Regions from separate parts of the Gasterosteus aculeatus genome. Here region 1 is linked to region 2. A link is a contact called in public Hi-C data. All regions are on one chromosome and are shown on one strand. Each heading gives the region's core, a stretch centred on a gene start, on an enhancer-like site or on the middle of the called end of the contact. The rest is flanking DNA. Distances are from core to core; before and after follow the strand shown.

Region 1 (4,192 bases), core at 1,136-3,635, 33 kb before region 2:
ACTCACGCACATCTGACAACTAGAATACCAGCAATAAGCCAAGACATGTTTGGTAAAGGTGGGGTTAGTTTGAGGGTGTGTGCGTGTGTGTGTATCCGGGCCAGCTTGGTCATGAGTCCGGATTGGAATATGACATGTAGGATTATTATCAGTTGACTACCAGACTCTTCTGCATTATTTGTAATCACATGCCAGTTGCAGTTATAGGGATTTTACATTTAAAAGAAGGGACAGTGTCCTCTGTGCTTTACACAACAGCCTTCTGCATTTTCTGCATCTTTTCCCCCCCAGACGGCGTACACGGTACCCATCCTGGCCTTCGCCTTTGTTTGCCACCCTGAGGTCCTGCCTATCTACAGTGAGCTTAAGGAGTGAGTAAAAGCACTCTTTGCTTTGAAAGTTAAGAAAAAGCTCAATTTGCAAGTTGTTTTCCAAGATTACCTTTACCGCATGTCCCAACCCAATGCATTTTAGAAGCAATGTGATCTAACTAAATGTCTTTTTTCACAGTCGCAGCCGGAAAAAGATGCAGAATGTCTCCAACCTGTCCATCCTTACTATGCTCATCATGTACATGCTGTCGGCCCTGTTTGGCTACCTCACCTTCTATGGTAAGAGCAACCCAACACAAAGCAGCAGTAGTGTGCGCCCAAAGAATCCTTAGGTTCTATCCTTGGTCTTAGTCTGCGCAGAAGTCACAGAGTAACTCTAGACCAGGGTTGTTCTCCGCCCCCCCGCAACCCTGTGTGAAGCGTCATATCAGGCCAACTGGGCGACTTAAGTACGAAAATAGCAGAGAAGTCATAATTTCACATTTTTTCAATCATTTGCACTGCTGCTCCTAGCTGTGCTCTGGGGAGGGGGGGGGGGGTGCGCTCAGTAGCAGGAGAGACCTGGACCCATATAGAGATGTTGTTCTGCTTGCTTTAGTTGGAAAGGGATAGATTCTGGATATTTGACATTGACGCTGACATTTCAATTCTCCCCCCCATCAATACGTGGCTGTTCCAATCGCTTCTGTTTTCGCTTTTGTTCACCAAGTGTTACTTTTTTCCTTCGTCTCCCCTCCCACACAGAAAACGTGGAGGCAGAGTTGCTCCACACCTTCACCAAGGTCTATAAGTTTGACACCTTGTTGCTGCTGGTGCGTCTGGCGGTTCTCACTGCCGTCACTCTGACTGTCCCCATTGTGTTGTTCCCTGTGAGTAGCCCCACACACACACACACACACACACACACACACAGTTTGTTAAGACTCTTTTTATAACCCCCTACTCTTTAGGAGTAGGGGGTTATAGTTAGCAGTTTGGCTAAGCGGAAAATGATGCCTCAAAGTGTAGCTGTCCTCTTTCATCTCTCTCAGCATTTTAATTGAAGCCGCTGATATCATTTCATTCACGTCAGAAGGCACAAACACTCTACGGTCGGCATGCACGCAAACATACACCACCCAAGCAATTAGGTATCTGGGCACCGGGTTCCACCCGACGCCAAGCGGCCATTCATTCAGTGGCACGTTTAGCAAGACTACGCAGGTTGAGGCCATAAGCGGACGCGCCTCTCAATTACTCCGACACACACTCAACAGTAAAGCCTCTCTCCCCTTTTCTCTTTTTTTGTCTTTTTCTCCATTTTCTCTCAAGCTGGGGTGAAAGGGTTACCGACTCGTCGCCCCATCGCATTCATTCGGACACACGTATGCACACTCCTCTTGTTTCCCGCCCCATATATGTGCACGGGCTAATTTTAGCTTGGCCCTTGTATGACATGGGGGGGGGGGAAACAAAAATGGCCACTGGCCAGAGGAAGTTTTCACACTCTGTTTTAGTTCCCATAAACAGACACACACACACTCACGAACACACGTTAATGTATGTACGGTAAAGACAGGACAAACATCTGCGTATTTGTCAATCGATCGGACATGGCTGCAGGCATAGGAAGTGGCCACCAGGAGGCAGCAAAGCCTATTTGGTGACAGGACTGTGCTGACAGAGAATGATGCAGCAATGACTGCATGTTGTGGCTGAAGACCGCGCGCGCACACATTTATACATAGTTACAGAATATAAATATACACATTTATCTGAGCTTCTCTGTATTCGTTTATTTCATCTCCGAGCATGCGCATTCTGTCTCACTGTAGCTGTGTAGCTATATGTGCTTGCGTTCTCCCCCATATCCACAAACACGGGGAAGATACTAATGTTTTTTCGATGTCGGGGGGTGGGCTGTTTTTGGCGGAGGGGGGGCCGGGGGGAGGGGGGGGGGGTCGAAATCACTCTGTTTCTGCAGTGGAAGTTTACCGGCTCCGAGTGGACAGTGGAAAAAACCCCACTCTTCATGGATATAGAGGCGGAGCCAGTGAGACAGGAGGGGGGAGGGGCTGCGAGTGCACGTCAATTAAATGCAGACACAATTGCGACTTATCTGCGTGTGCATTTGAGCCCCAAAGACAGTGAGGAGCAATTTAGTGACTGATTTTCAGAAATGTCTAAATTTCTCTGTTCAACAGTAATCGTGCAGAGTTACAATGAAAGGTCTGCTTGTTCCTTTTTCCTGCGCAAGAACAATCCAGCTGCCACTAAATCTCAGCTCACCATGAATACGTTTCAAATGTAACTGAAAGGCAGAAGGGGGAGTGAGAGGGAGGAGTACCGAGATAACAGAGAGATACACATTTTGCTGAGGAACACAAGCTTGACAATGAATGTGGCAAACCAGCTGTGGTAAATGCAGAAGAAGACAAAGTCATGCAAAAGTCTGGGTTTAAAAAATGTCTTTTGCTTGTTTTTTTTTCTTGCAAAAAAGAGACCGTGAAATAATGTGAAACAGTGTGAAATAATGCGGATTGTGAAGTGAATATAGATTCTGTGCAGAAATGTCTGTTCCTGTTCTGTAGAATGTATGTTTGAGACAGAGCAGGGAGTCGTTGCTGTAGCGCAGTCGATAGATTGACCACCTTTGATGCAACTGAGGCTCCAAAGATCCAAAGAAACTACTATTCTGTCCACTGTGCCAACTTTCTCTTTGACATTTGAGAATCTCGCCTTGAATCCTCCTGACCTTCATTTTGCGATAGAAATGCTGCGTACCTTCAGCTACAGAGATTGGCATTGGCTTTGTCTGTCCCTGGCTCCGGGGGGTGAAGGTCTCCATTAGAGAAGAGAGATTTGGTGTGTGTGTGAGGAAGAGTGCAAGTTCTGAGGTGTGTGTGTGTGTGTGTGTGTGTGTGTGTGTGTGTGTGTGTGTGTGTGTGTGTGTGTGTGTGCGCAGTCACGTGTAGGATAGACGCTAACAGAGGCCAGATCGCACAGGGCTTTGCCAGGATCCAGTACATAATGAAAGGGCTTTATGTGGAGTCAAACATGCCCCAGTTCTCAGGCTCCAGCTGGAGATTGAAACCATGCGAGACGGCTACAAACGAGCCGATTAACAGCAGCACCCTCACCTGCATGTCCCACCACCGCGGAGTGGCATTTGAGTCTCCGTCCAGGTCTTTCTTTGAGGAGCTGGAACACTTTTCTCTGAAGCATCACAAGAGACTAACTGACTTTCTTCTCTATTGGTGCTTATCCTTTGATGTCTGGTCTTATATTTATGTAATCTTATAGAAAAAAGGGATTGGAGCAATAGGCAACGAACGTTTTGATTACACAAGATAAACTTGTTTGTAATAACTACATTATTAGCATTAGTCTAAACATCGACAGTTGGCTTGAATTTGTGACTGGCATTTGGACAACTCATTTTGATGCTCAAATAACATGCAATTATTTCTGTGAGGAATCCAAACAATTGTAACCTAGTTGTTTGCCTTCCAGGGACACTGTTAAAAGCTTCTTTTGACATGTTGGTTTCTGGCTTTCTGTTAATTCATCCTTTATGAAGCGTTTGTAGATTGTGAAAAGACTTTCTTAAACCGTAATTATGATTCCAAAGCTTTGCAGATCAGTTATACTCATTAGTTATATCTGCTAGTTTATGAACCTTGGTCACAACACATTTTTAGGTTTCACATTTTGGACATATCAATCGGTAAAGATTATTGAGTGTATCTTTTAATGTCATATTAGGAACGTTCTAGGTGGGTTTAATAAACTCTACTGAGTATCTTTTCCACAAGGTCAGAGGCATTAGTGCTGTACAGAGTGTTTAGGTTGTTTCTTTCTCGTTGCTCGGCTGTTTAAAG
Region 2 (4,294 bases), core at 308-2,807:
TTTTGTGTAGTGTTCTGCTTTTGAAATGTTTCACAAAGGAGAACTTGGTGAGCCGACGCAGACTCGTCACCTGACAGTGCACTGTGCTTCCAACACTAACTCAACACATCACCAAACTGTTATTGTCCAACATCTATTTATGGAAGACCATGAAATCAATGTAATTTAATCTATTTTACTATATTTATAAAATATCGTATGTATATATAAATGTATATATATATATATCTCTTGAGTTTAACTGTACATATGCTTTGTTTTGTTTGAATTTTTTTTTTTTTTACAATAATGCATTGGAGCTGTAAAACAAACGCTAAATAATCCCCAAGCTGGTGAATTTGTGATATTGAATTGGCTCCAAAGCTCTGGGGCTTCCGCCGTTCATCTCGGATAAGACCGACTGAATTATCCTATTGTGTTGATTCTGTGAAAACTGTTACGTGTAGAAGTCACTAATTCAGCAGAAGCAGTCTTATTCCCGTCGGGGCCCTTGAACAAGAAATGTCAGCAAAATGTTCTTGATGCACATCTTGGTTGGAGAGTACGTCAGCCACCTCTTGACCTCAGGAGCAAAGAGGGCTGTGCCCACCAGTGTTAGTCTTGTTTCAATGAAACATTATGTACATCATGTGAATAATGTCCAATTAAAATAGAAACTGATAAACTAATAACATTTTGTTCTTTGTACACTCATCTTGGTCTGAGAAGAGTTTGCGAATGTGTGTTATGACAAGGAGCTGCAACAGAGTGTTCTTCAGTTGTTTGGTCAGATTGTTGTCCCAAGAGAGGCAACTAGGGGCCTTAATGTATAACACAACACAAAATGACTTACAAAAACCATTAGTATTATTGTTAAAGGAAAAGGATTATTAGTTTATTTTTATCGAACTAATCCTGAATACAGTAAAAAACCACCCATTGATCCTGACAGCCGGGGTACACCCAAGATGGGTCACAGGTCAATCGAAGGGCCGACATGGAGACACGGTCGATCGCACACCTACAGGCAATTAAAGTCACCAATTAACTTAATCCCCAGAGCATGGCTTTGGAGTGTGGGAGGAAGCCGCGGCGCCCGCAGAGAACATGCAGACTCCACGCAGGAAGGAGTCGAACACGGGACCTTCTTGCCGTCAGGCGACAGTGCTTAACATCACACCACCGGGGACTTTTAAGACCTATCAATTTAAATATTAGACATCAGTTAAATATACTAACATTTTTAATGATCAGAAATCATTTTAACTTCTACACAAGACTTGTCGTAGTGCAGCGTCTCTGTTTTTTTTGCTTTCATGAAGTTGAATTCCGCCTGAACACTGCCTTCATTCTTGTAAAAATGCTTTGCTCACACTGTATTAACCTTCCATATAGTTAAAATCTGGTAGTTGACTAAAGACACTGTTCAAAATGTTTATGAAAAGAAGTCAACCGTGCCCTTTTCTCCTTCGACACAACACTGACGCCTTCAGGCCATCAGGCGACACTACGCAACCGGAGATTAAATATTCATAAAACTCCGACACAAAACATACTAAATTAGTATACTTTAACATGACATATGCCCGAAAGCATACATGACAGACATGACAGCTTACATACAGCTTATTACATTCAACGCTGTAGTCTCGTTACTGAACATGGAAACAGTTGACAAACGTCTTATATTGTTAATTTAGGTTTTGTACATCGCAGCTACGATCCGTTAATTTGACTCAATTTTGGACTCACAGCTTTGAGAAAAAGCACAAGCGTTTCTAATTGCATGAATGGCGTTTGAGTGTCCCATAAATCACAGACATGAAGAAGGGGGAAACCCTAAACCAGCAGCTTAATAGGATGCAGAACTGATCAGTAGGATTATTTATATCTGTGCTTTCCCTTCTGTGACAAGCCAAATGGGGTTTGGAGAAAAGCTTTTCATTCAATGTTCGCTGAATAAAGAACTTAACACTTGAAACTCCTTCGGTCAGAAACAAATCCAAATGAATAACATTTTTCTCGCAACTGTTGATGTGTAAATAAGCAGCAGTAGGCATCAAGTCTGCCATAACAGCTGGTTTATTTTTTACATGTCTGTATACAACTGTTATTTTATATACTTTTGACAGTGCTGCCACATACTGCCCATCCAATCTGTTGACAGGTTTCACTTTCACAGAATAAGTAAGGTGGATCCCTCGTGTTTAAACAGATAAACAAATCACATTACATGGTTTGATTTGGTGGAGCAGAAACATCACAGGAAAGACTAAATTCAGCCCCTGAGCAGCAGGAAACACTTAAAATCGAGGCGTGCTTCCATCCCTTAGCGAGCCCTCCAACAAACACACAGCAGATCAGGCAGCAGCTCTTTTATTTCACTACTCTCTGGATACTTTGAACAGATCGTGTTCACCCATTAACATGTAATACACATTCAGGCCAAAGGAGGGGTTCAGTTTCCCCCCCCCCCCCCCCCACCGGGTCCTTTGCCCAATATTACAAACTCACTTCTGATGGTCTCCTCAGCCAATCAGGAACCGGATTACAATATCACTCATCAGATTCCAGCCCTTTATTGAACCACAGAGATTAATAAAGGCAATGCACTTGTTGTTTTAAAGAGGCCTTATGTAATCTTTTAAAAAAAGAACATTGACAATATTCAATTAATAAGCTATGCGATCAGGATGCATTCATCGTACCAGCCGGCACCCTGGAAAAGGCTCCACCCTACACGAGCTGATGTAGTCCGCTGAGCGTTGCATCTTCAGCATAAACCGCTTCCCTCCTCCGTCATACGCCCCCCCCCACCCCCCCGCGCTCTTTACAGTAGTTCCCCAAGAAACATGATCTATGCAAAATAAAGGGCTCTTGCATTACAATTTCTGATTGGGTAATTATTTTTCTAACAAAATATGAAAATCTATAGAAAAAAATCTTCATCATTCAATAAAAGGTAGAGATATCAAAAAAGGAAATGTTGGCTCTCCGTTGTCAGTTTGGAGGCTAAATTCCAGCCAGAGGAAATTGCACTTGAGCAGCTGAATGGGTCCGTGAGGGCGTCGCCACGCGGGGCTTCATTTCTTGCGGGCGTGCTTGTATTTGTCCACATAGGCCTTCACCAGGTTGGCCACCTTACTGGAGTTCACCTCACCACTCTTGCTGTGACACACCTGGGGAAATAAACGGTCGAGGACCAACACGCGGTCAGATTCAGGGGAAGGCCCCTTTCGTCTCAAGTCTTTCCAAAAGACCGAGAACACAATTCAATGCCGCGTTGATCAACGGCTCTTTAAATGAAAGCGGTTTACTACTAGCACATCCACTGTAGAGCGTATCCCTGGTTTTGTGTTAGCTGCGCTTTCCTGCTCTTGATTCATTTACAACGACATTTTAGAACTTGCACTCACATTTAAACGCTGTGTCTTACCTTTTCAACCGCTTTACGGACAATCTCCTTGTACTCCTCCTTTGTGATTTCCTTCTTTTGGTAATATGGTTTGATGGCTGTCTTCACTTCATTGACCGCTCTCTCCTGGATCTGATGTTTCTAAAACAGAGAGTGGAAATCAAGAACGCGGGAAAGGAAACGGGACACTGAGGCACAAAGGAGCGGTCTGGAAAGGCGGTTTGTGGCGTGTCGGCCCGGTGGCAACAGGTCACCTTTTCCTTTTTGGAGCCGTCAGCTTGAGCCTTATGATAGCCGGGCTGAGTTGTAGAGGATGGTAGAACCTGGCTGGCAGCTGACTGGCCGTAGGTCGCAGCGGCAAAACAAGCTTTGCTCGGGGTGGGAAGAAGACCAGGTTTCCCATAACCCACCATTGTGTTCGCCATCTAGGCCAAACCAGAGACGACAGGACATGTACAACTATTTCAAATGTGTTCACTTTTTCCCCTGCCATTATAACAACCCCCTCATTATAACATTCCCCCACGCACGGTATTGCCTCGTTGTGAGCGCGCATATGTTCACGCCGCATGTGGCGTTCGCACCAGCCGACAGACTGCTACTAGGGAACCAAAAACCGCTGCCATATCCCAGATCAGTTCCTAAATAGTATTGAACTACTTATTTTACACAACTCTGATGACTCGCTCCTGGCAGATAGCGATAGCCTCCTGCTTGTATCGCCACAGTAGCTAGTTAGTCATCTACTGGGAGCTTTTGTGCTGCGCAGCAGTTGCGACTCGATGGAAACAGGCGCACACACAAGTTGTAAAGCGAGGGTGTAGCGGCATTCCTTCGGTGTTGGTCATTAAGCCGGATTAAGCTGCAGACACAGGGACTGCAATTCCTCACGTCGCCAAT

The links. Hi-C and Micro-C count contacts between places; a contact is called where the count stands out from the background.
Region 1: a contact with region 2 is called in a Hi-C map of whole body, with 5 times the contacts expected there. The contact joins two enhancer-like sites. A contact is called at or near these places in 5 of 6 Hi-C or Micro-C datasets (liver, skeletal muscle, tail fin and 1 more).

Annotation. Positions count from the first base shown.
Region 1 is chr4:20,977,159-20,981,350 of fGasAcu3.hap1.1, reverse strand. It overlaps slc38a4 (solute carrier family 38 member 4), which reads left to right. Exons shown (of 16, transcript XM_078100987.1): 11 at 292-371; 12 at 511-611; 13 at 1,077-1,201. Among protein-coding and RNA genes, the nearest start is that of LOC144406171, 3.2 kb to the left of the region's middle. Within about 2 kb of position 2,385, at least 1 of the 9 cell types and tissues checked has open chromatin away from gene starts, as enhancers often do.
Region 2 is chr4:20,942,819-20,947,112 of fGasAcu3.hap1.1, reverse strand. scaf11 (SR-related CTD-associated factor 11) reads right to left here. Exons shown (of 15, transcript XM_078100986.1): 13 at 3,649-3,819; 14 at 3,416-3,526; 15 at 2,043-3,158. The coding sequence ends at 3,063. slc38a2 (solute carrier family 38 member 2) reads left to right here. Exons shown (of 16, transcript XM_078100988.1): 16 at 1-668. Among protein-coding and RNA genes, the nearest start is that of slc38a2, 11 kb to the left of the region's middle. Within about 2 kb of position 1,557, at least 1 of the 9 cell types and tissues checked has open chromatin away from gene starts, as enhancers often do.